Regions from separate parts of the Mustela erminea genome. Here region 1 is linked to region 2. The links are chromatin contacts, called in public Hi-C maps. All regions are on one chromosome and are shown on one strand. Each heading gives the region's core, a stretch centred on a gene start, on an enhancer-like site or on the middle of the called end of the contact. The rest is flanking DNA. Distances are from core to core; before and after follow the strand shown.

Region 1 (4,989 bases), core at 1,160-3,659, 150 kb after region 2:
ATTTATTTATTTGACAGATAGGGAACACAAGCAGAGGGAGTGGGAGAGGGAGAAGCAGGCTTCCCAATAAACAGGGAGCCCAATGCAGGGCTCCATCCCAGAACCCTGGGATCATGACCTGAGCAGAAGGTCGATGCTTAATGACTGGCCACCCGGACACCCCCACGCATTTAAGTTTATTAGCCCTTGGGAGAAAAAGGTCTCCTTGGGCTCACCTGCTGAAGTTAAAAGTGCAGCAGGGAAGGCCACATGGGTGGCTCAGTGGGTTAAGCCTCTGCCTTTGGCTCAGGTCATGATCTCAGGGTCCTGGGACAGAGCCTCACATCAGGCTCTGCTCAGCGGGGAGCCTGCTCCCCCTGCCCCCGCCCCCCGCCTCTCTGCCTACTTGTGATCTCTGTCAAATAAATAAAATCTAAAAAAAAAAAAAAAAAAAGTGTAGCAGGGATCTGGGGCTTCTCCTTAACTGTACATGAAGTCATGGAGGTTACTGCTCTTTGTACAGAGCCAAGCTATTAGGGACTGAGAGGAGCCCTCTATCATTCTGAAAATGTGTGTGGTGGGCAAGGGGAAGGAGGTAAAATCCCCACTGACAGCTTTTTCCCCAAAGACTATGGGCTGAGGAGTTTAGACTTAAAGAACTCCAGTCCTGGGTTAACTAAGACTTGTCATTTTACTGGTGACCAAAGCTGCTGTTACTCAAGTCTTCCTCATGAAGTTCAGATGGCAATAAAAGCTGAAGGAAAATGGGCAAAGAAAGGCGGTGTAATGTTCCTATTTATTGGCTTCTGGTAGATTTTGACTTCAAACAGCTGATACACATTTCCCCAAACCAGTTAAGCCCCAAAATCTTCACATTAAAAAACTCTTTTAACATCAGCTCCAAAGGATATGTCATCAGAGAGGTAGGTGGCAAAAGACTTTTGCCTCCTGACTGGCATTTGGCTTGATGGAGGCATACCTAGGCGCCAGATTATAGAAGGGAGTTGAAAGGCGCTGGCTCTATGTTCAGAATGCTTGGATACTATGCCTGTCGGAAGGCGAAGAGAGAACAGGAAATCACCCTTACGCCTAGGCAGCTTGCAGGAGAAGTACTAGAGGAGAGCCAAACTCACTGTGTATTTTTACAGCACAGTCTAGTGTGTTCTCACACATCCCTAGCACTTCTCCTTCCTCAGAGGGAGGTGTCATAGAGCGAGAACTTCAAGGTCTTCTCCCCTAGAGGCCTACCGTTTTAAGGTAATGTGGGATTCCCATTAACACCACTGCATGCCCATCAATCCTGAGCTGACTGAGCTTTTACACCATAAACATTATTAGTGTGAAACACTAAATCAAAAAACTTCCATACCAGATGGGTTCAGAACTCTGTATGAAGTCGACATTAAGATTTTTTTTTTTCCTTGCTACCCAGGATTTGGGGATGCAATGTAATAACTGACAATCTGGATTTCTATCACAAGACTAGCTCCGTAATCCTTACCCACTACTATTTAATACATTTAGTCAGTACAGCTGGGAGAGAACCTTGTAAAATTAGAATTCAGAGATAAGAAATGGTGCCAATGATTTTAAAGTATTCGATGTTTTGTCAAGCTAAAACAGGAACATTAAATCACAGAATTGAGAAGGTGGAAGGAGCTTAATTTCTTAATGGCTTAATTTCTTCTAGTTTTTCTGCTGGTCTTAATTGCCAGCGTTTCTTCACGTGGGGAGGAGACAAATTCTGAAGGTTGCGCTATCCGGCTAGCAGTTAGCCTGTGACCTTGGTCTTAAAGAGTCTTACTGGGCCCCAGCGACCTTCAGCTGCAGGAAATCCTTTCTCCAGGAATCGTTGCAAGTCATTTCCAGTCCTTGTTTCGAGCTGCTCTTGGGGAAAACGGCACACACATAACTTGCACAGAAAGTAAACCGAACCATGTGCAGAGAGAAGAATCCAGAGGTCCTTAATTTCAAAATAACTAACCCTCTTGGCACCACCGCTTTCTCTAAATTGCCCATTGAGGCCCGTCCCCAGGCGGGCCTACGCTGTGGTGGCCCAGGCAGCCCACCCTGGTGCCAGTCACGTCACCCAGCCCCGTAACCCGCGTCTCCCTTCCCTCTGGAAACCCCTCACACGAAGATTCGCCCCAACACGCTCCCAGGGAGGAAGACAGACTGTCAACGTCAGAAGACGTTCCGAAACCCTACGCCACACCCGGTGGTCCCTGCCCAGACCGTACTTCATCACCTCCAGACCCCCGGATCTGGAAGACAGAATAAAACGTCCCAGCGCCTGCACTCACGCACTTTTCGGCATTCCACAGCCGTAAAGCCCTCCGACCGCTTCGACTCCCGGGTCTGTCAACAGCGAGGCGGGGCGGGCGTTGGTGCTAGGCAGCCAGTCAGAGGAGGGGGCGGGGCGCCTCACGGAAGAACCCCAGCGCGACTGCGCGGACCCGAATGCGAGGAGGTGCGCTCCTCCCTTGGGCGCAAGTGGGCGGGGCTTGTCGTCCCGACAACCCGGGAGCGTTCGTCCACACACTCTGAGCTCCGATTTGGTGGACCACCGCGGCACGGAGGCTGTGCTGGCTGCAGAATGGTGAGCAGGGCAAGTGGGGGCCCCAGGTGAAGGAGCCAGCAGCGATTCACTCGTGTAAAAATGATGTGTAGGAGCCTGACATATTTTAGAGGGGAGCAGGTGGATTTAAGAAAGAACCCTTACCGCGGTGGGAAATCGGCCTTCTGGTCCGTGGCCTTGCGGTCCGGGATCTCAGGGACAGACGGGAGTCACAAACCACTTTCTGCAAACGGGGGATGGCCAGTGCGGTCAAATGGTGTCCTAATCGCGCACTGTTTAAGAATTGGCCTCAACCTGGTAATTTCCAAGAACGATAGACCTTTCCATTAAATGGCTTTTTTCATTGGCAGGTTGGCGAAAATGTGTTTTTGTGCTTCCTCGGTAGTTAATTAAAAGCTGTTGTAATTTATTCTGCTTTGAAAAGTCATTTTATGTGGTCTTTTGTGGAAATATGAATTGTTTTGTGAGCCAAATTACTCAGCTTGCCTCGAATTTTTAAAATATAATGAAGCTGCTTGCTTTGTTTTAATGCACTCGTCAGCCCTTTTGTCTTTTTCCGGAACACAGACCAACCTGCCCCATGAGATGATCTCTGTTCCCATTTTCTTTTCTTTTCTTTTCTTTTTTTTTTAAGATTTTATTTATTTGACAGACAGAGATCACAAGTAGGAGAGAGGCTAGCAGAGAGAGATGGGGTAAGCAGGCTCCCCGCTGAGCAGAGAGCCCGATGCGGGGCTCAATCTCAGGACCCTGGGATCATGACCTGAGCTGAAGGCAGAGGCTTAACCTGCTGAGCCACCCAGATGCCCCTCTGCTCCCATTTTCTTAAATGTGACTTCCCTCTTTTGTGGTTAAAACCAAAGGAAGTAGAAAATGTATTTAATTATTTAATTCATTAAGGGGAAATACAGAGTGTATTCTTTGTGTCTGACACTAGGCTAGAAGTTGAGGATCTAAGTGAATATTACACCCCCTCCCTGCGATGGGAGACAGGCTAAACTAATAAGAATACAGATTTTTTACTGTAACAGTTGAAATGTCTGCAGTGGAGTACGATTAAGTTGGAAATGATAAAATTGGAGTGGGAAAGGGCACAGAAAGGGAAAAGCAATGCTTTTCAAACTGTATTTTAAAGTATGACTGAGTTTACCAGAATTGATGGAGAATGTTCATGTCAGGAAGAATAGGAAGTAAATGGACTTTAAGCCTAAAAACTGCTGATAAATTGAGGGAACAATAAGCCTCTATTTATTTTTCACTGGAACTTAAATTTCTTCTTATGCTTCTAGCAATGTTTATCAAAATGTCCCTGAACATTTGCTTCTGCTACATCTGGATTGCTGTTAGGTTGCAAATTCTAGGAACAGACTGGACACCAAATAAACCTACAGTATTAGTTTCCTAGGGCTGCCAAGTAACAAAGTAAACTAAGTGGCTTAAACTGTAGAAACTTACTGTTTCGCCATTCTAGTGGCTGATAAATCCAAGATCAAGAAGGTGTTTTCCAGGGCTCTGCTCCCTCTGCAGGTGCTAGGGAGGGATCTGTTCAGACCTCTTTCCTAGCTTCTGGTAGTTCCTTGGCTGTGGCAACATTACCCCCTTCTTTATGTGGTGGTCTTTCTGTGTGCATGTCTGTGTCCAAATTTCTCCTTTTTATAAGGACACCAGTCGCTTTGGAGTAGAGGTCATTCTATTCCATTATTATCTCATCTTAGTTTAACTAATTACATCAGTAACAACTCTAGTTCCAAATAAGGTAAAATTTGGAGGTACTGGGGGATAGGACGGGGATACAGTTTAATGCTTAATATCTACTGAATTGTGGTGGAGGGGGGAAGTGCCACAGGAATATGCATTTTTTTAACAAGCCCTCTGAACTTTGAGAACCACAGTTGACTCTTGAATAATGCTGGTCCACTTTGAACTGTAGGAATCCACTTATAGGCAGGTTTTTTGAATAAATAAAGTACAGGACTGTTAATGTATTCTTTTTCTTATTTTTCTTAGTATTTCTTTTCTCAAGCTTATTTTATTTCAAGAATATAGTATATAATACATATACAAAAATATGCATTAACTGTTTATGTTATCAGTAAGTCTTCTAGTCAACAATAGGCTATTAATAGTTAAGTTTTGGGGGGAGTCATAAGTTATATGTGGATTTTTGCCTACATGGGAGTCAGGACCCCAACCCCCACATCGTACAAGGGTCAACTGTACTGTATTACATGATACTCTTTTTATGTTTTGCAGGAGGCGTTAGGATAAGTACTAATCCCAAACCTACTTCACATAAGAAGCACTAGTGAGATGATAATTTGCCTATCTGAAAATATAACTTGAGAACAGGAACAATACTGTTTGCATATTTCTGTTTAATAGCACTTTTTTCAAGATGGGAGTATATTAACTATTAATTGATAGTAAATATG
Region 2 (4,974 bases), core at 650-3,149:
AAAAAAAATATGCCGTTTAAAAAACTTGAGGAAAAATACTGTATAAATGCAATATATATACAGATGTTACGATAAAATGACAGTCTTTATATTGAAAAAATGATGACCAAGAAGGCAGAGATTGTAAATGCATCCATATCTGACCTGGGAAATTAGCAACACTAATTAAGACGGAGGGAAACAAGTTGAGAAAGGCTGGTGTAAGATAATTGACAGTAGACTGTATCCAAATCAACTTTGGTGATTCATACTAAAATTATTGGAAAAAGTATTTCAATGATTAAGGCACATCTTTTTCTGACACTAGTACCTGTTAACGGAGAGAATAATAATTGTAAAGCAATCCATCTTTCGTTCCAATACGGATTTTAAAGCATAGACTGACTCCTAGTACTGTGGGCACACCCCAAGCGGTTTTTTTCAGGGGCGCTGCCCATAAACCATTTGGCAGCAGGGGGCGCTCTTCTGTTAGAATCCGAAATTCTTTTTTAAAAGCTTTTAAGGGTGACATTCACCAGAATCCGAGGAACTGTGGTTAGGTATTTTTTTTAATAAGAGTGTGTTTGGGCTCTGAGTTTTATTTAGGGGAGAAGGATGTCAAAGTGGAACGTTTATGAAATATCATTTAATGAGATCTTTAATGTTAGCCCATGCTTAGTCTCTTCTGAATAAATGTATTTGTGTAATTAATTCATTCCGCTAAAACTGAGGACCAAGTAGGTGTAAGATACCAACATATACTTCCAGCAGTCATCCCCGGATATTGCTACAGGAAGGTTTGGAACTTTAGAATGTGTTGTATGCACTTTAAGGGAAGAACATTTTTAAAACAAAATGAAGGAATTAAGTCACCATATTTAGTTCACTGAAATGTAAAGAATTCACTGTATGATAGATTCTACCTAAGATGTTTGGAAGGAACAGAGGAAAGTCTCTGTTCTCAGTTCACATCCTGAAGAGAGAAATGATTTTTGTAACATCCGATTATTAATATATGACAATATCTGCATATTTCTCGCATGATCTATGGCTTTTTCTGGACAGAATTTCCTGTGCCTCTCTACACTCCACAACATCGGATGGCTCCCTGGGTTTCCAATTATGGTCTCTTCCTCCTCCCCCTCTGACCTTCCTCACCACCAGCTCTCTCCCCAACGAACCAGCTCCTTGCAGGGTCAAGTTGCTGCGCATCGTCAATTACTACAAGAGATTCTCTTCTGCGAGAACTGCCTTGGGGAAAGTTTCCGCATCGCCGCTTTTTATTAGATAATTGGCGCATTTTTTTAAAACTTAGATTTAAACTAGGAGGAATCCTACATCTTGCATTTTCTGAACCCTCCTTGTTTCGTTTTCAGGGTCTTACTAGTGATCAAGCAAAAGCCATTTTTGAACACCCGAAGTCGCAAGTCATTGGACAGGACTCCAAATGCGTGTCCAGCACTCACGTGGTGCCTCTGCGAGCCACCCTGAGCCTTTGCTCGGGTTAAAACCCTTAACTTGGTGCCTTTTCTTTCCCTAGAAAAGAAAAAAAAAAAAAAAAAAAAAAAACAGGAAAAAGGACGGTTTTCGGTTTCCCAAAACTGATCCTTCTGAGAAGCAACTGGCAACCCGCACCGCAGCTGCATGACTCAAGACAAAAAGTACCCCAGTTCTAGGGACTCCGGACGCCACCGCAGCTCTGCACCGGTAGCCCAGCCGCGCGGCCGCCGCTCCGCTGGCTCCGCCCACCCGCGCGGCCCCTCGCCGCCGGCTGAGGAGGAGGGGCGCGCTAGGCAGAGGTCGCCGCCCGGTTGAGCAATCCGGCTATGCAAATAAGTAAGATTACGACAGCCAATGGGAAGCCGAGGCTGCCCTGACGCGCGCGCCCTGAGCCCGTAGTATTTATAGATCGTATTTAAAGAGCCCTTGGGAGTCTCCCCTGGCTCGGCTGGGCGGCGTTGGCGGTGGAGGCTGTTGAGGTGCCTTTAGCCGGGCGCGCGTGAGGTGGCCGAGCGGTCGCTGCCGGTCCCTTCCCAGTGGGGGTGTGGACGTGAGAGAGCGTCCGAGCACGTTCCGCGGTGGTTTTTACCCACTTCCCAGCCTCGGTTTCTGGAGAGGGGGGAGGAAATGCAGTTTCGGCAACAGTTTTACTCCAAACAAAGCAAGGGATGTGGAATCTCACAAAGGCTGGGGGACGAGAAGGGGGCAGAACGTCTGAACCGACCCCGCCCCGGCCCCACATTTGAGCCTCCAGCGGGTGCCGTTTCCTGGACCCGGGCTCTGCGACGTAGAGGCGGCCTTCCTGGGGGGAGGGGAGAACAATACGGCCTGAAAAGCCAAAAGTCGTGGAATTTGGAGGCGGGGTCATTGGACCAGTTCAAGTGTATTCGTGGAAAATAAATTGCAAGATAGTGGCCGTGATTATCTTGGCTTTCGGTCGATTGATCTAGAGACTTCCCGGCCAGCAAACTGCACACTGCAATGCGAAAGCAGGAAACTGGCATTACGTCAGAGAAGGGAAGAGACCCACACTGCAGCCCTTGCATCGGCAGGGCTGCCTTTCTTTCTTCCCCTCCCCAGTTTACCCCCTTAATTTCTTGGAAAGGTTTCGAGGGCCACGGGCTGGGGCGCTGGGTGCCCCGCTGTGTGGCGCTGAGGGGCTTCACGCAAAGGCAGGGAGGCGGAGGTGGGGGGCGTTTGGGGACTCTGCCTGGGTGCCCTGAGCTGCTACACGTCGCCTTCCCCGGCAAGCTCCTGAGAAGTCACAGCTCATTCCTTTCAAAGACGGCCCGGCGCTCAGATGGATTTCCTAAATTCCAGGAGCGGGTGGGGGGCCCGCACGGAGTGCTCAGCCGCTCTCCTCAGTCCAGCACGAGCTCGCGTCCACCCCGGGAAAGCAGGTGGCGTATGGGGAGAAGTCTCCACAAGGTAGAAATGGATGAACTCTCCACACCTTGTCAGAGATCTTATTTCTCAGGACCTGGTCGCGAGAAACCTGTTGTCTGCCCGGAGGCCCATCTTCTGGGGCCCTGCCACTGCTCTAGAAATCTCTTGAGGGACACGAAGCAAGAGCGTATTGCGAATGAGTACATTTTTGCCTCTTGGAAAGTTGAGTCTGACACTAGCCTCCCCTGCACGGCTGCTCCTTCCCTCCCCAGTTCAGGGTCCTAACAAGGTAACCTTAGCAACCAGTTCCAGGCTCCTGCCCCACTCCACCCCTGGGCAAAGCTTAACACAAAAAAAGGTGGTGACAATAGCTAATGATTATTGACTGTTCTGTTCTCTGCAGCTTGCTGAGCACTTGGTCAGACTTTTATCTCGCAAGAGTTGGATGAGGTGAGTATTATTACCCCCGTTTTACAGATAAGAAAACTGATTCCAAGAGTCCGGCGTCCACTAGCTCTGGGGATGGGAACGCTGGTCAGTCTAACTCCAAAGCCCACAGTTAACCTCTCTGGGCCAACTGTATGGGGGAAGGGAGACGACTGTGGTCTGGGAAGCTTCCAGGCTCACCTCGCCTCACTCCAAGAAGGCAAGGGCCTTTATTCATCCCTGATATCCTGTGAACCACAGTAAACCTAGTCCTGGTCGTGGGGCACCTGGCTGGCTTAGCTCGGATGTGACTCTTAATCTCAGGGTCAGGAGTTCTAGCCCCACGTTGGAAGTAAAGATCACTGAACAACAGCAACAGCAACAGCAACAGCAACAAAACAACCCAGACCTAGTCTTGGTTACACGGGGTGGGTGTCAAGTGGCAGGTTTAGCGAATTTAGTCCTTTTACGTAAAAGACTGTTGGAAAAACCCAAGTTACTTAAGCTAATTTTTCTCATTGCACTGTTTGCAACAGTATCTTATAAGCTGTTTAATGATTAACTTTATATAACGTCTCATTCTTAGCTCAGGCCACTGGATAATGTGAAATCCTTTTCTCCCCATTAAGCATATAGGGAACCTGAAGAACTGAGTGAGATTGCCATGCAAATTAGGATGGAGGCCGTGTTCAGAATGAGCAGATAGCCTAATTCAAGATCAGATGAGTCCTGTCTTTGTTTCCTCCATTGGTTGCCTTCTCCCTCTTCACTAATATTTTGGTGACAGAGCAGGGAAAGGAAATTGTGCTTTTGGAAGATTGTGATTAGTGTCTGGGAAGGAAAATCCAAATGAGGAAAGGTTTAGAGGGACGTGGTTGTACCTGTTCATACAATCACAACTGTGTACACAGGTGTACCTGGAAGATACTGCAGATTCAGCTCCAGATCACTGCCATAAAGCAAATGTCGGATGAATTTTTTTGGTTTCCCAGTGTACATACGAGTTATGTTTGCACTAAACTCTAGTCTATTAAGTGTGCAATAGCATTATGTCTAAACAGTAAAGTTTTTACATTTAACACCTTAATTTTGAAATACTTTATTGCTGGGGCGCCTGGCTGGCTCAGTCAGCAGAGGAGCACACAACTCTTGATCTCAGGGTTGTGAGTTCGAGCCCCACACTGGGTGTAAAGATTACTCAATAAAATAAATACTTTATTGTTGAAAATGCTTACTATCATCTGAGCTTTCAACAAGTCGTAATCAGTTGATCACAGATAACCATAACAAATATAATCATTAAAAAGTTTGAAATATTACAAGAACTAATGAAAATGTGAAACTTAGGCATGAAGTGAGTGTACGCTGTTGGAAAAACGGTGCCAAGGGAATTGCTTGATGCAGGGTTGCCATAAACCTCCAATTTGTAAAAAATGCAGTATCTGGCAAGTACAATAAAGCAAAGTGTAATAAAACAAGGTACGCCTGTAATAGAAATGAATGACTTGAAAGCCAAACAGCTTATGGAGGTTGAAACTCAATTCTGCTGCATCCCAGCTGGAAGACCTTAGATATGTGCAATGCGAGACCCTGTTTCCTCATCTGTGAAATGGAAGGTAACCTGCTACACATCCGCAGCTGGACAGCTTTGCTCCTCACAGTCTCCTCTGCTGCCTCATCTTC

What was found. Hi-C and Micro-C count contacts between places; a contact is called where the count stands out from the background.
Region 1: a Hi-C map of skeletal muscle shows a contact between it and region 2, with 12 times the contacts expected there. The contact joins the promoter of ETFRF1 here to the enhancer-like site in region 2. A contact is called at or near these places in 2 of 3 Hi-C or Micro-C datasets (skeletal muscle and spleen).

Annotation. Positions count from the first base shown.
Region 1 is chr6:68,947,093-68,952,081 of mMusErm1.Pri, forward strand. It overlaps ETFRF1 (electron transfer flavoprotein regulatory factor 1), which reads right to left and starts at 2,410. Exons shown (of 3, transcript XM_032347664.1): 1 at 2,287-2,410. CASC1 (protein CASC1) reads left to right here and starts at 2,412. Exons shown (of 16, transcript XM_032347647.1): 1 at 2,412-2,578.
Region 2 is chr6:68,795,887-68,800,860 of mMusErm1.Pri, forward strand. No RefSeq gene overlaps it. Among named protein-coding and RNA genes, the nearest start is that of KRAS, 100 kb to the right of the region's middle. Within about 2 kb of position 1,900, the one cell type or tissue checked has open chromatin away from gene starts, as enhancers often do.